Regions from separate parts of the Mus musculus genome. Here region 2 is linked to region 1. The links are chromatin contacts, called in public Hi-C maps. All regions are on one chromosome and are shown on one strand. Each heading gives the region's core, a stretch centred on a gene start, on an enhancer-like site or on the middle of the called end of the contact. The rest is flanking DNA. Distances are from core to core; before and after follow the strand shown. Region 1 overlaps Enox1 (ecto-NOX disulfide-thiol exchanger 1). Region 2 has its middle 55 kb from the start of Tnfsf11.

What was found. Hi-C and Micro-C count contacts between places; a contact is called where the count stands out from the background.
Region 2: a contact with region 1 is called in a Hi-C map of the MNK3 cell line, with 5 times the contacts expected there. The contact joins two enhancer-like sites. A contact is called at or near these places in 2 of 39 promoter capture datasets (hippocampal neurons and pre-B cells) and 2 of 484 Hi-C or Micro-C datasets (CD4 T cells and the MNK3 cell line).

Annotation. Positions count from the first base shown.
Region 1 is chr14:77,460,267-77,467,657 of GRCm38.p6, forward strand. All of the region lies in intron 5 of Enox1 (ecto-NOX disulfide-thiol exchanger 1), which reads left to right. Among named protein-coding and RNA genes, the nearest start is that of Gm6994, 43 kb to the right of the region's middle. Within about 2 kb of position 4,710, at least 18 of the 459 cell types and tissues checked have an H3K27ac peak or open chromatin away from gene starts, as enhancers often do. A contact at or near this core is called in the MNK3 cell line, where this site is marked.
Region 2 is chr14:78,249,808-78,257,198 of GRCm38.p6, forward strand. No RefSeq gene overlaps it. Among named protein-coding and RNA genes, the nearest start is that of Tnfsf11, 55 kb to the right of the region's middle. Within about 2 kb of position 4,849, at least 2 of the 459 cell types and tissues checked have an H3K27ac peak or open chromatin away from gene starts, as enhancers often do. A contact at or near this core is called in the MNK3 cell line, where this site is marked.

The DNA.
Region 1 (7,391 bases), core at 3,460-5,959:
GATACAAATAAACCTCAGAAGGAAGCTCTTCCTTCTAGAAGAATTGCACACAGGAAGATATGCCTGTCATGAACCTCTTAAAAGTGTAGATGCTACGAGTCAGTGACTTCCAAGGGACACATAGCAATGCTATCATGCAGAGAGCTGCTAAAGATTGTATCCATCAACTAAGTGGCCAAGGTTAACAGAATGTGCTGAATTTGCAACATTTCTCTAAATCTAAATTTATTATGAAGTAAAAATTAAAATACTACTACTCCTAACGACATAAAGACCTGGTATATAAAAGAGATGTCATCAAGTCTTTCATGGCTGAAGTCCAGTCTCAGGTCCAGCATCTCCTTTTCTGTGATGCCTTCCCTCCCTCCAGGGCCCTAGCTGCTCCTGAATGTATTTGGTGAGGTGCACTACACCCGGGATGAAATCCAAATGCCTTGACATCGTTTCTGGCACGATCATATCCTTGCCCTTGCCTAGATTCCAGCCTCATCATCTGTTGACCTCTGGCCCCCCTCTGCTCATTCCCTTCCCATATTCATAAGGCTTTGCTTTAGGACGCCCATGGCGTTCTTGTTGATGCTGCACATGGGAGGCGTTAACCTTGGAGATCATTCTCAAGCTGACTCTCCCGCAGAATCTCTCCAGACTGATCCCAGAGGACTGGACCTTGCAGAGGGCCTTGGTTCTGCTCCCAAAGGCCTCACAAGCATCTGTAACTCCAGCTCCCAGCAGGTCCAGTGCCCTCCTTTGATCTCTGTCGATAACAGTCATACACATGGTACACAGATGTACCGGCAGGCAAAGCACTTACATGTGTAAAATAAATCTAATCTTATCTTCAAACGTCATCTTAAAGTCCAGCACAAGAGTGTATCTCCTCTCGAAGGGCCCTCAGAAAGGAAACATCCTTATTTTCCCCAGGAGCACATGGTCCGTCCTACTTGCCTGCACACACACTTACTGTGTGCATCTTCCCTGAAGTGCAATCTGCTCTGTTGTCCATGTCCCTCAGCCAGATATTACACACAGAGCCTGACATATATGTAACATGTATGAATGAGTGCATACATGAAGGGAAGATAGGAGATAATTAAAACCAAGTTGTTTCCTTTTTGTCTTCTTTAAATTTATTTGACTCTGACCAACACAAATAATGAATTCAGTCTGTCAGCTAGTGGAATTATCTCAGTTGTCATCTTAAAAGGAATAATGGCTTGGCAGAGGCCTACAGAGCCCTCCCCTGTTCTGATGACATATTGGCTACTGATAGCCTCTGGGGGAAGTACAGTCATTGGCTTTACTTGTGGACCCAGTATATGCCCACGGGGCTCTAACAGACAGTTCCAAGCCATGGTTGCCCAGTTGGTCCTGGTTATGCCCTGCAGATATAAGCAATAAATAAAATTTTAGAGATGCAAAGGTTTAAAAAGCAAGTAGAGAAGAGGTTGGGATACTGGTTGTGATGAGAGAGTATGGATAGAGTTGCGATTTATAGTAATCAGGATGTGGCTTATATGCGTACAAGCATTACAGTGAACAAATTCAATAAAATCTATAACATATTTTTAAGACCTAGGGGTTTTGTTTGTTTGATTGTTTGTTTCCAAGACAAGGCCTATGTCACCCTGACAATCCTGGTATTCTCTCTGTGTAGACCCAGCTGGCCTCAAACTCACAGAGATCTGCCTGCCTCTGCCTCCTGAGTAGTAGTATTTAAAGGCCTGTGCCAATGCTGCCTGACTATAAAATATTTTAAAGAGCATTAGCTTTCCAGAAATAATAGTCACAGTTCAACCAAGATAAGTGTACAAGACATAAGAAGTAGCTTTTTGACCTAAAAGTAATAGAAAGTCTGTTGATGAGTAATGTATTGTAAGTGAACTAGGAACTGTGCTGTTGCTGGTAAGTCTGTTGGCATTTGAAGGTATTGTTCCCCATGGGAACTACACGTGCATCTTTATTAGACATTCCAAGGAGAAGCTTTCTGGTGCCCATGGTGAGCTACTCCCAAGCACTTGAATTTGCAAATTATTGTACCCATGGCTAAGAACAGACAGTGATTAACTTCACGTTTTGCTCACTGGGCAGCTTAATGTTCTTGTCACCTTATATTGAGTTTCAAGTGTGAGAAGCACAAAGAATGTCAAACATGTTTCTCAGGCTTACTGGGGTGGGGTCATTCCTAGTAATTTGTTTGTTTGTTTGTTTAAGATACAGAAATTAAAGGATCTGGTGATTAATAACAGTCCAAGATAATATAGTAAAAGTGAATGGTGGAAGGTAATGTGACATGAATACATGGGGCCGATTATAAAGTCTTAGATGCTAGTTTTAATTTCCCTTCACAAAAGCCCCACTACTACTGCTCCGTGGCATCTGAGTGTTGGCTTGCTAGTTTCTATTACTACCATTCAAAGAAAGAGTCAGCCCATGGTGTGATGCCATTTGTAAAATATCCTTTGCTTCAATCCTTTCTTTGAGTGTTCTGAAGTGCCAGGGGTTACCCAAAACAGAGCAAGAGGCACTGATGGTTAGCATGGTGAGTATTTACTACCACTTCTCCTGATGTTTTGTTTATTTATTTACTTCTCTGCATGGTGGAAGAGTTCCCTTTGGAAAAGCCCAGAACATGTAGGAGTTTTGTTGCTGTTCTTTTGCCTAATTGCTTGGAAATCAAGTTGGCTCATTTCTGGGGACTTAACCTAGTGCCGTTATTAGCAGAAAAGATTATTTATCATCTCAAGCGGGCATGGGGAAATGTCAAGTACACAGCATCCCAAATACAAACTTTATTTGCTAGTCTCTTAAAGAGTGTGTTTGCATACAATGTTGTGTTCACACCACTGATAAGAGAAATGTATTTAATAACTACTCAGAATTAATATGCTGCAGTATGCATGGCTGCCTAATTTAATTTATCTCTGATTAAGCCTATTATGTTTGAGATCACTTTACAGAAGAGACTTTTTTTGCCAGCTGTAAGCTTATTTGAATTGTAATATAAGTTAATAATGTGTGAAATAACCAGAGGTGCCTACTTCTAGATGTTAATTGTGCCTACTGACTCCCTGAGTTGGTGCGTGCCCAGACCATTCATTGGCATCACCTAACATCTTGCATTAAAACCTGTACTGGGGGAAAAATGTGAAAATTAACTTATTTTGGTGGCAAAGACAAATGGAATAGTGCCGCTTCCACTCCAAACCCCAGAGAAAAGGCTGGTGCATTATAGACCTAGAATTTGAAGAAAAAAAAATCAGTGATTAATTAATCATATAACATGGCACTGAGGACAAAACACACTTACCTCTTGTGTGATTTCTGCTCGAAATCATCATTGAATCCATTGAAGCTGTAACCCCGGAGCCCTGACTGTGGCTTCCCCTCACATCTGCCTTGGTATCAGGCCACCCAGTGTCTTCAGTAGATTCGACATGAGAGAGAAGGGCCTTTGCTATCACTGCTTTGTGACGTATCTCTATATTGTAGACCACATTGTTCATGATGCTTATGGTACGCCGACTGAATCACTGGCCGAAGTGATTCACCTTTTCAATGTTTTAAGAAGTCATCTCCAAAACAGTGGTTGTTCTATTTTCTCCTTTTAGTAATCATTGGCCTGGTACGTGGTTCCATGCAGCCTCTAAGATGTATTGCTTCAAATATAAACTTAATTATCTAGAAATAAATGTAAGTTTGATTTTTTTTTTTTTTTAGCTTCATGCCTGGCCTTTCTTTCTTTTCTCCCTGTTTGGAATTCCATCTAACTCAGTTCCACCCAGCCCTCCAGGACCTCCTGAAACCTTGCATGCCTGTGGCAAGTTTTCTAGCCAGCTCAGGCCTTTGGCCACTTCCTCTGTAAGCTTGCCTTTGTGGTCAGTTGTTCCAATCATTTTGTTTTTAAAAATAGTGATGTCGGTAGCTGGTAATGGTTGGTGACCAGAATGCAGACACGACAGGGGAGAAACATGAGTGACATGTAGAATCACAAGGACCAGCCACAGGTGGTAGAAACGAGTTTTTCCACCGAGGCATATTAAGAAATAACAATTGTTAGCTGTAATGCTAATAATCCAAACCAAACTCACTCCTACCGCTACACCTGGGAGGGACACAGAAGCAGACTCCAAGTACAAGTCCACGTTTTTAAAGAATCTGAGGTCACAAGACTCTTGTCTTGTTTTCTTGTAGTTTTTGAACTCAAAATTCCCCTCACATGACCCATTCTTGGACCATGTTCCAATACATACATACATACATACATACATACATACCAATAAATATAGTTTGTGTGTTCTGTTTTTATGTATGAAGTAGATGTTGGCATGCTGCATTTTTTAAGGCAAAGCTCATAAAGAGGATTGTTGTTGTTGTTGTTGTTGTTGTTGTTAGAAGGGGCTGTTTGTAGACCTGTAATTTGAATCTTGGTAAATGTAGCATATTCTTTCCAAGGCACCCCTGCAGTCCTGCTGGGGTCATTAGAACACTGTTCCTCGGGCCCAACCAGATGATTTCTGTGAGCAGCCAGAATTGAGATCTACTGGTATCAAGGAAACTTAAAGGGCATTAAGCCCATTCACCCATCTGGTGCTTCATCGCTTTCTGCATCTGTTTCGTGATGACAGACAAGCACTTCTGATACACGGATTGAAACCACAACTGGTGGCATCTGTGTCACACACAGTCCTCTCTCAAGCTGCCACTCAAGGTGACCCAGTTTGAGGGCTGTTGAGAGAGCACTCTGATATCAAAGTCCAACCTAGTGGAACATCGTTCAGTCCTGGGCAAACCAAAACTGTTGTTTGCAGTATGGCCAACTGACTCATGTTTGGATGACACAGCATTGAGTTTTGACATGCCTTCTTCTGGTAAAAGGAAAAGTGTGCTGCTTTGGATAGACTTTCTGAATGGAAAGATAAGAACAGTTACAGACCTTGAAACCTTGGCAGTCTGGAGAGAAGAGACAGGCTTGGGAGCAAGGGAAGGGAAATATTGTAACAGATTCTCAGGGACTTTCTGAGTAAAGCAAAGGAAAGAGTATAACAGATTCTCACGGACTTTCTGAAGTTAACACCACACATAATGGCATCAAAGTATTCATTGACTTTTTATGTCCTGTATGTAGATAAACTAAGAAAGATTCTGTAATGAAGCAAGAGTAAAGAGGGAAGCTGAAAATTGTGTTTATAATCAACTATAAATCCATAAACTCCTTGAGAATTAGTTTTGTTTTTTAAATGAAGAGGAGACTTCCGGCAACTGCATGGAAACTTGCTGACAGCTGATCCCTGGGTCCTGTTAGGATCTTGATCTGCTGCATGTCCTTGTGACACTCAGGACAGCCCCTTCCTTTGAGATAAAAGTAAATGTCAGTAGGTTAATAGAAAGGGGAAAATGTTTTGACTTTTAATGGTTTGGTGTATATGATGGCGTTGAAATGATCATGAGAATCCCTTCGGGTAACATCTTGCTGTCCTAATATGGTCCTACAGTCTAAGAATAAACTTACCCCATTCCTGCCTCCTACACTGATCACTGAGCATTCGGTCTGATCTGAGTGCCACACAGTTGATTCATTTCATTCACTGATTGCCAAAATGGCCAGATGTGTTTCCAGCAATCTGACTGTCTTCATAACCAAATCAAATCAGTGATGCAGCGATTCAGCCAATGGTTGAGTGTCCAGCTGTCCTGGATGCAGCTAGAGATGAGATATTAAGCTATGCTTGGAAATGTCTAGTTTTATTGAAATCATCATAGCTCTTCCTGCCACTCTGTAATTTATATGACGCTATAGGAGGAAGCATCAATAAATAGAAACATTAGCAGATTGTGCTCTGACTTCTTTCTTAATGAACATCTCTAGCTGGATTTGTAAAATGCAGGGAAACAAGTTAGAATCAAACATTGAACATCAACTCATAGCATCTTTCCGTAGTTCATTAGTAGGCATTGCCTGAGAGAAATAAAAGAGGAGGCTCCATAGCCATATAAGTTCACATAATGCCAGGTAAAACGAGATCAAACAGGCATGTTAGAGAAGATATTGTAGTCTAGACCTTCCAGGATGGTAGAAAGGGGGTCAAGAGATGGTGACCTGTTTGTACATGATCTATAGAACTCCCCCATGAATATTTAGGGGGACTCCATCTGACCTCCTTACTTTGCAGTTACACAAACTCCATCCAGAAATGTGAAACAGAGACAGAGGCATCCCTTCTCTTATATGTGTCTATCTTTCAGTATATACTACATATAAGAGTATCTTAAATATAAATTAATTGTGAAAAGTCAGTAGCCACTTAAATAATACCTTCAATATAAAATAGAGACTAACATGTAAAGATCCAGAGAAAAAGAAAGGCAGAGAGAAGAGGAGAGGAGAGGAGAGGAGAGGAGAGGAGAGGAGAGGAGAGGAGAGATGAGACGATATTAGGGGGACTTGGAGAAGATTCTTGGTGAAGCAAATGAAGAACTTTCAAAACTTCATAACATCTTTCAAAAAGATGAGAAACACTACTATAGTCATCACCTAAAATGAGCATTCTATATACAAAGGGAAACAATCAGAAAATAAGTATATATGAAATAAGGATTATATGCATGATATAATCATAATCTGCATTAGACATATGTATTATATAATAATGTATACCAATATATTATATATAGACTTAGTTTTACATATATGTGTGTATATATTCATACATGCATTTATATGTATGTATGTATGTATGTATGTATATACACATACACACACACACACACACACACACACACACACTTATATATGAATATAGAAACTAAAGGCAAGCAGATTTCCTAGGAAGCAAATTGGCAATGAGTGATGGAGGATGGGTTGGGGTTGAAGTAAAAAACATAAAATTAAACTAGTAGATTCATCCATAAGGTTCAAGTTTTTTTTCCAAAGGAGTTCCAGAAAGAGAAAAAAACAACTCCGTGGGATCCAGGATAAAAGGTTATACAACACATTTAAAGAGAGAACTGCAGGCGTCTCCAGGTGTGAAGGGACAGGAAAGTAGCAGACCACTGGATAACTGAGGTCCTGATGGTGCTCAGTGCGACACTCCAAAGCAGCAAGATTAAAAAGGAACTTCCAGATCCTTCAGAGAAATCACAAAAGTCACACACGAAAGGGCAGGGATAGCAATGGTGTGAGCCTTCTCAACAGCAAGTGCTGGAGTACAGCTTAAACCTCCCAAGAGAAGTTTCCGCCTTCCTTAGAGAGCGTTTTACCAGGTGAAGTAGCAAATAACTCTGCGTCAAGTTAAGACATTCTCAGATATGCATGGTCTCAGCAAACGAGCCTCCCGTGGACTTTCCCAGGAAACGACTAGGGAGCGTGCTGTACAAACACAAAGATGTGAAGA
Region 2 (7,391 bases), core at 3,599-6,098, 790 kb after region 1:
CAGCAGAAGACCTTCTTAACTAGAAGCAGCCTTACTCTGTGAGGACAAGAGAATGCTCTCATTACTGGGTGTTCCGCCTCGGGAACCTGGTATGCATTGCTAGCAATCGATCAACCCCTGCAGTAAACACCTCATTTTTAACTGTAGAAAGAAAATTCCCAACACTGTTGATGATTAGCTTTTACCTGGGAAGAGATGGTCCCTGCCCTGCTACGTGCACTCTGTCCAGTGACACGTCATGCAGTCACCTACTTTTCATTGTTCGGGGTGAATGCTTTTGAAGATCATCCCACTGATGGTCCCCCGTCATTAACTCTAATCCCCATAATGATCCCCTTGTGTAAACACCATTTCTCTGACGTTTCATCTAACGTCAGGAAATGGACTCATAAGCGTTACATAGCTTCCCCCAATGACACATGGCTCCCAAGAATTTTGAAGTCCTGTTAAAGGACTATACTATCTCTAAACTGTCACCTCTCCACTATGCTGTCTGCCTTAAAACCCATTATTCAAGCTTCTGCAAGACTGAAAAATCCATAGTGATCCCAGTACAAATCATGGCTGGGATGTGAAGGCAGAAAGATGCCAGAGAAATGAAGATGCCGCTTCTTTATCGGGTGACAGGATGGATTTATAGATAGATGTCCAGGGACAGATAGAAAACCTGCCAGCATGGTGCACACATGCCATGCAGGGTGACAGCCATGCATGCCTGCCTGTGCGTCTGTTCCTGGAGAAAGGACACAATCGGAGTGTAAATATGCTTCTCCTCCTCTCCCCTAAGCAGATAGATACTGGGTGTGTGCTCTTTTGTGTTTGCTTGGCAAGGCCAATGTCTTGATAAGGTTGCTTACAAATGAAGACGGTGGTGCATTTCGTTGGCTTTTCTGCATCTCAGACCAGAAGAGCAGCACTCTACTAGGCGACCCCCAGTCACTGTTTAGCAGTCCTGCTGGTCCTTATTTATACTGTGGCAGCATAGGGGGCTGCCAGAGTTCCTCCACGTAGAAGGTGTGGTCCAGTGACAGTGATAACTGCCCGTGCTGTCCCTGTGTAACTGGGATCGTGCAGGGTATGGCTTACTCCAGGAAGGTGCAGCGAGCAGAACAAGTTAACGGCAAGGAAAGGGCAGTGTTTTCAGGTATATGGATGAACTTGGCCTCTGGGCCAGGGCAATGCAATTCTCCTTAATAGTGACTCATGCACTGTTTGTGCTTTCATTAGCATCTACTGTTGCGTGTGGAAATGAATACTGGTGCTAACTGGTGTCTACCCACGGTGCAGTTGTGAACATTAAAGTCCATGAAGTTCAGAGGAGAAAAGTGGGGATCACTAGGGTGAGTAGGAAGGAGGTAACGATGGATAGATATTAAAAATAAATAGCATATTTACATAGTGTTGTACAAATATATAAAAATTGCATACAATTCTATCAATGTATGAAATTTTCAAAGAATATGTAAAATGTCATTAAAAAGATAGGGTCATATTAAACCCAGGTGCTTTGTATGATAAACTTAAAATAAGCTGAAATTTTTCAATAAAACAATGTCTTTAGGTCACCTACAAATGTTCTGATACTTGAGAAAGCATCACAAATAAAAACAAAAATAGTTAGTCTTTTTAAAGATATATTTATTTTTAATCTATATGTATTGAGTTTTGCCTGTACCATACAGATGCCTGGTGACCACAAAGCTGGAAGAGGGCACTAGATCCCTGAAACTGGAGTTATAAGTGATTGTGAGCCATATGTGGGGTGCTGGGACCCGAACCTGGGCCCTCCAGAAGAATAGTCACACTTGTAACTGCAGATTCATCTCTCCAGCCCTGAAAGTTACTGCTCTGTCCTGAAAGTCGAGTGGCTCCTGGCAGTGTCCTGGAGGCTCACAGCTCAGATTTACCCCTCCTTCCCCTACCCTCTGCACAGAGTCTAGATTTCTTTTGTGTCCGCCCTTTGTGGTGCCGTGAGCATTAAATGAGTCAACGCTTTTGAAACATTTTGCACCTCATTTGGTGCATAATCGATGGTAATTCTCAGAGAGTACTGATTAGAGAGCACTGTGCACTCTACAGGTCACCCTTACTTACATGATGAAACGCTACCTCCCTCCCTCATGTCACTGTCCTGAGAGACAAGGCCTTTTTTCCCCTGTAAAGTAAGTTTTAAAGTTAGCATACAAAGCGATGGGCTCCATCCTAGCATTTTCATGCATGCCATTATCATCTTTACCCACCTCCACCATTGCCCTTCCCTGCCTGCTCCGCTTCCCTCCTGCAGCCCCACCCCACAGATAGCCCCTTCTTCTGTTCTTATGTCACCTGAATTTCATCCCTCTCTCTGTCTCTTTCTCTCCCTCCCTCTCCCTCCCTTCCTCACCTTCCCTCCCTTTCCCTTTCCCCCCACCCCCCGTCCCCTTCCCTCTTCCTCTGTCTCTCCCTCTCCTCCTCTCCTTCCCTCTCCCTCTCCCTCTCCCTCTCTCTCCCTCTCTCCCTCTCCTTCCCCCTAACATCTTTAAAAATCTCTTTCCTCTCCTATCATGATCACCTTCCTGCTCTCATGACCTCTCCAAATCTGAGAACATGAGTTCAGGCCCACATCATTCACACAAAATGCCAGGCACAGCACAGCATATCTGCAACCCCAGCACTGGAAGGCAGAGACAGGACCCTGTGGTTTGCTGCCCAGTTAATGTACTGAATCTGCCAGTGTTCACTCAGTGAGAGAGCCTGTCTCAAAAAAATAAGGTGGTGAGAGGCGGGAAAAAGCCACTAGCTCTTGACCTTCGGGACCCCATTTCCATTTTCACACACATTTACCCATTCACACAAGCACATACACACATAAAAATTTTTAAAAAATCAGTGGTTAGAAACATGCTTATACAAAATCCTGTTCTTGATATTACAGCAGCTTTACTCATAATCAAAACTAATGGAAATCAACACATCTATCAATAAGGTAATAAACCTACCATGGTCTGTCCATGTACTGATATTATCCTATGATTAAAAAAAAAACAAGCTATCAATTTATAAGTTGACACACAGCTGCCCTTGTTTGCACATTACTCTAAGCGAAAGAAACCTATGGGAGGTTGCATGCTATAGGATTCCAAATAGGAGATATTTCAGAAAGTCAAACTATTCAATGAAAGTTGATGACTGTGAAGACAGCCTAAGACACATAGTGCAACCCTGTCTTCATCTTTCCCCTGGAAATGATAAGATTAGGGTACCAAAGTTAGCTTACCAATTGTAACAAATGTGCTACCCTAATGCAAGATGTTGACAGCAGGGGGAGTGGAGTTAGGCTTAAAGGACTTCGGGAATTCTGCACTCTCTACTAGGTTTTTCTATTAAATTACTCTTAAAAATCAAGGCTATTCATAATTCATTCTTAAAGGTCATTCAGTGTAGGTGAATCGCCGTGCATCAAATGCAGCGGGTGCTGGCTGGCTTGTAGGTCAGGTGAGTAATATCTGCAGAGATTGGAGCTGGGTCCTGGAGAGTGGGGAGCCAGGAGTCTCACCTTAAAGGCCATAGAGAACTCGTCCATGGGGCAACTACACAATCAGAGAAGCCTTTTCAAAGGGTGACTCTGACCACAGACTTCATGAGGAGAAACAAGGAGAGGCAGGAAGCCAGGTGCTGCAGCAGTTGTTCAAAAGCAAAAATAACCAAAAAAAGAAAAAAAAAAGAAAAAGAAAGAAAGAAAAAAGAAAGAAAGAAAGAAAGAAAGAAAGAAAGGAAGGAAGGAAGGAAGGAAGGAAGGAAGGAAGGAAGGAAGAAAGAAAAGAAAAGAAAAGAAAAGAAAAGAAAAGAAAAGAAAAGAAAAGAAAAGAAAAGAAAAGAAGAGAAAAGAAAAGAAAAGAAAAGAAAAGGCACAAGGAAAATGGGTACTGGAGATGATAATCAGCCTCTGCTTGAAGCCACCAACTGCCCCCATGTACCCTCCAGGTTACAAGGACTACATTTATTCTGCTCCCAAGGCGGATGCTTAAGCGTCTTCTGCATGTGCCTTTCACAGAAACGCCAAGGTTTTTGGACGATGTGAAGTCTTGTGTCCAGGGCTAGTGGCCCGGGATGTACTATCCAATGGGCATGTTTCCTGACACCATCCCAGTATTTAGCCCATGGTAAAGGACTCAAACATGAAATTAAAACCCCATTTAGGACTAGGGTGAATGGGAGGCAATTGTTATGTTTCTTACAAATGTTGAAATCTCCCTGGGAAAGACTTGAGACACATCTCAGGCAAGTTAGAAAAATTCCTTCGGTTGTAGACAGTGATTCTCACATCTGAGAGAAATTGCTTTGAACGCTGACCTCTTGGAGACTCTGCTTGCCCTAAATTTCTGTGGCCACAATGCTAGCGAGAGTGGGGGCACATGTCCTCCTTGAGGCTGCCCAGTCTTCCTGGGGCCTTCGTTACGGATCAGAAAATTATAGCTTATGCAGACCAGGTTTGTGGTTTCTTTGATCACATACTGCTCTCAAAATTCTTCGCAGTTTTCTGGGTTACTTGCTTCTAGTCATTTTCATGGACATGTAAGGATAGCCAAAACCTTGTCTACATAAATCGTCAGCTTCTGTATATGCCTATATTTACCCATGTCTGTACTTGGATTATTTTCTTTCCAGTAGCAACTTTGAGGCCATGTGAAATAACAGGCTTGTGTGAGACAACAGTATGTTTAATTCTGTGCTTGCCATCTGATTGGCTCTTCTAATTCCATTAACAACAGATCCCAGAGGAAGGTCCATAGATAACGTATTATCTTTCTGTTTATGATGTGGAAATAGCTCTATGATGACTAAATTACTGGACTGCTGGTCTATTCAGGTTGAAGTTGCAAACACAAGGGAGGTCCCTACCACAGAGTACTTCCTGCCATTTCTGCTTGCACACTGGTAAATTCCTGCCAAAATTCATCTTTCTCACCAACAGCATCAAGGAACAGCCAACAGAAACCAGCATTTTGATTTTGTCTCACTATTTCCTCCAGAGGTCCAAGTGCTGGTAAGCTGGTAGTTGTCTTTCAAAGTTATCCTGGGAACAGCTTTTCTCAGTGTACCGCCATTGTTTGAGAAATGTGACCAGACCCCACCCTGCAACATCTGTTTCCTTGTTACCTGCTCCATAACTGTTTAAGTGTGGATGGTATAATGCAATGTCTCTGTTGTTCCTTTAGGATATGAGTGGCACCAGTTCATGTTTAGATGCAACTCAGGCAAAGATATTGTTAACAAAGACCTCAAGCTGCAGTGTTGTACAAGGCTTTTCTCTGCAAAACTTAGGGGTACTGTTCCTTAGGTAGAAACTCATGATCTTCATTTACAAGGTTGCCCAGGATTGCAAGTCATTTTGGTCTTACTTCTACACCTGCTAAGGTTCTAAATGAGCTGAGTTGGTTCATGAATGTGTGTGTGTGTGTGTGTGTGTGTGTGTGTGTGTGTGTGTGTGTGTATAGTCTAACTTCCAACTCCAAAGTAAGTAACAGAAACAGGACAGACAAGCAGTTAAAGGAACCATCTTAAAATGAATGTTAATCTCAGGTTAGTCTCATAGTCATTTGGAGGCAGACGGGAGACAATGTGTCTTTGCAGAGTTATGTGAGTCAGCCATCTGTTACTAAATGCAAGGAGACTGCATAGATAGGTGCTAAAGACAGCCAGAGTCCTTCCACACCAACAGGTGATGAGCATTTCCTAATACCATCTTGGAATTTTGCAAACAGAACATTTATTTCTTGTAGAATAGTCTATCACATTCCTTTTTCAATGAATATCATTTCCCAAGTTGAGCTATAATACAAATGCTTTATTGAGCATATTTAGCAGTCTTTTTTGGATTTATTTTATTTCTAATTGTATATATACACACACATGACATACATGCATATGTGTGCAGTTGCCTGAGGAAGCTAGAGAGAGGTCCAATACGTGCACTATGGATGAACTAGGCTCCTCTAGAAAGGCAATCCATGCTCTTAATCGCTGAAGTATCTCACTGGCCAATCAGCAATTTTTTTATACACATGTTTTGACCACTCATTTAAAAGAAATTCTTAGATATGAAAATATTATATGTAGCAATATTTTTTAAAGATTTATTTTTCAGTTAAATGTATAGGTGTGTGTGTCTGAAACTGAGTATATGCAGGTGGCCTCCAAGGCCAGAGGCACTGGAGCCCTAGAGTTGGCGTTACAGGTCGTGAGCTGCCCAGTGTGGGTGCTGGGTACTGAACTCAGGCGCTCTAGGAGAGCACCAAGTGATCTTAATGGCCAAGTTGATGCCCTAGCTCACTGAGCATCTTAAAGACAGCCTGCTTGCCTTTTCGAATGATCATAACAATTTATAATTCCATCTATAGTATAGAAATATGCCTCTTTCCCAAATAATCACTAGTATTCTAACATTCTTACTTTAAAATTTAGCTTTATTAAATACACATTTGCTTCGGGAGATGCCCTTTACTCTATAAAATGAAATCATCAACCACAAATATTTGTTGACCCCCAACAATAATATTTTCTCTAAAAGACTAAGGCAAATACAGTGATTTTAAAAGAGCTTTTATTATTATTATTTTAAGAAAATGTTTGAAGGGTAAAGGTTGGGGAGGAGAATTAGGCTTGAGCTTGCTAGATAAATTTTAAATTGTATGAGTGTGCAAAACTGGTTTTACTAATTTAAAACACTTTTTATACTGGCAAATTTTTTCAACTAGAAAAATCTAAAAACTGAATTACTAGTAAAAAACATAGAATGTCTCATAAGAATTTTTTTAAATTACAGAGTAACCTAAAGAAAATCAGTCTTTAAAATATTCAGGGAGCTAGAGAGTCGGCTCAGCCATTAAGAGCACCTGCTGCTCTCCTACAGTACCTGAGTTCAACACCCAGCACTCACATTGGACAGCTGTTCTATTCAGGTTGTAACTCCAAATTATACCAGAGTCATTTAACATTTCCAAATACAGTTACCCAATCATTCATGTGTATATGTATATATGTATATGTATATATGTATATGTATATGTATATGTATATATGTATATATGTATATATGTATATATGTATATATGTATATATGTATATATGTATATATGTATATATGTATATATGTATATATGTATATATGTATATATGTATATATGTATATATGTATATATGTATATATGTATATATGTATATATGTATATATGTATATATGTATATATGTATATATGTATATATGTATATATGTATATATGTATGTATGTATGTATGTATGTATGTATGTATGTATGTATGTATATATGTATATATGTATATATGTATATATGTATATATGTATATATGTATATATGTATATATGTATATATGTATATATGTATATATGT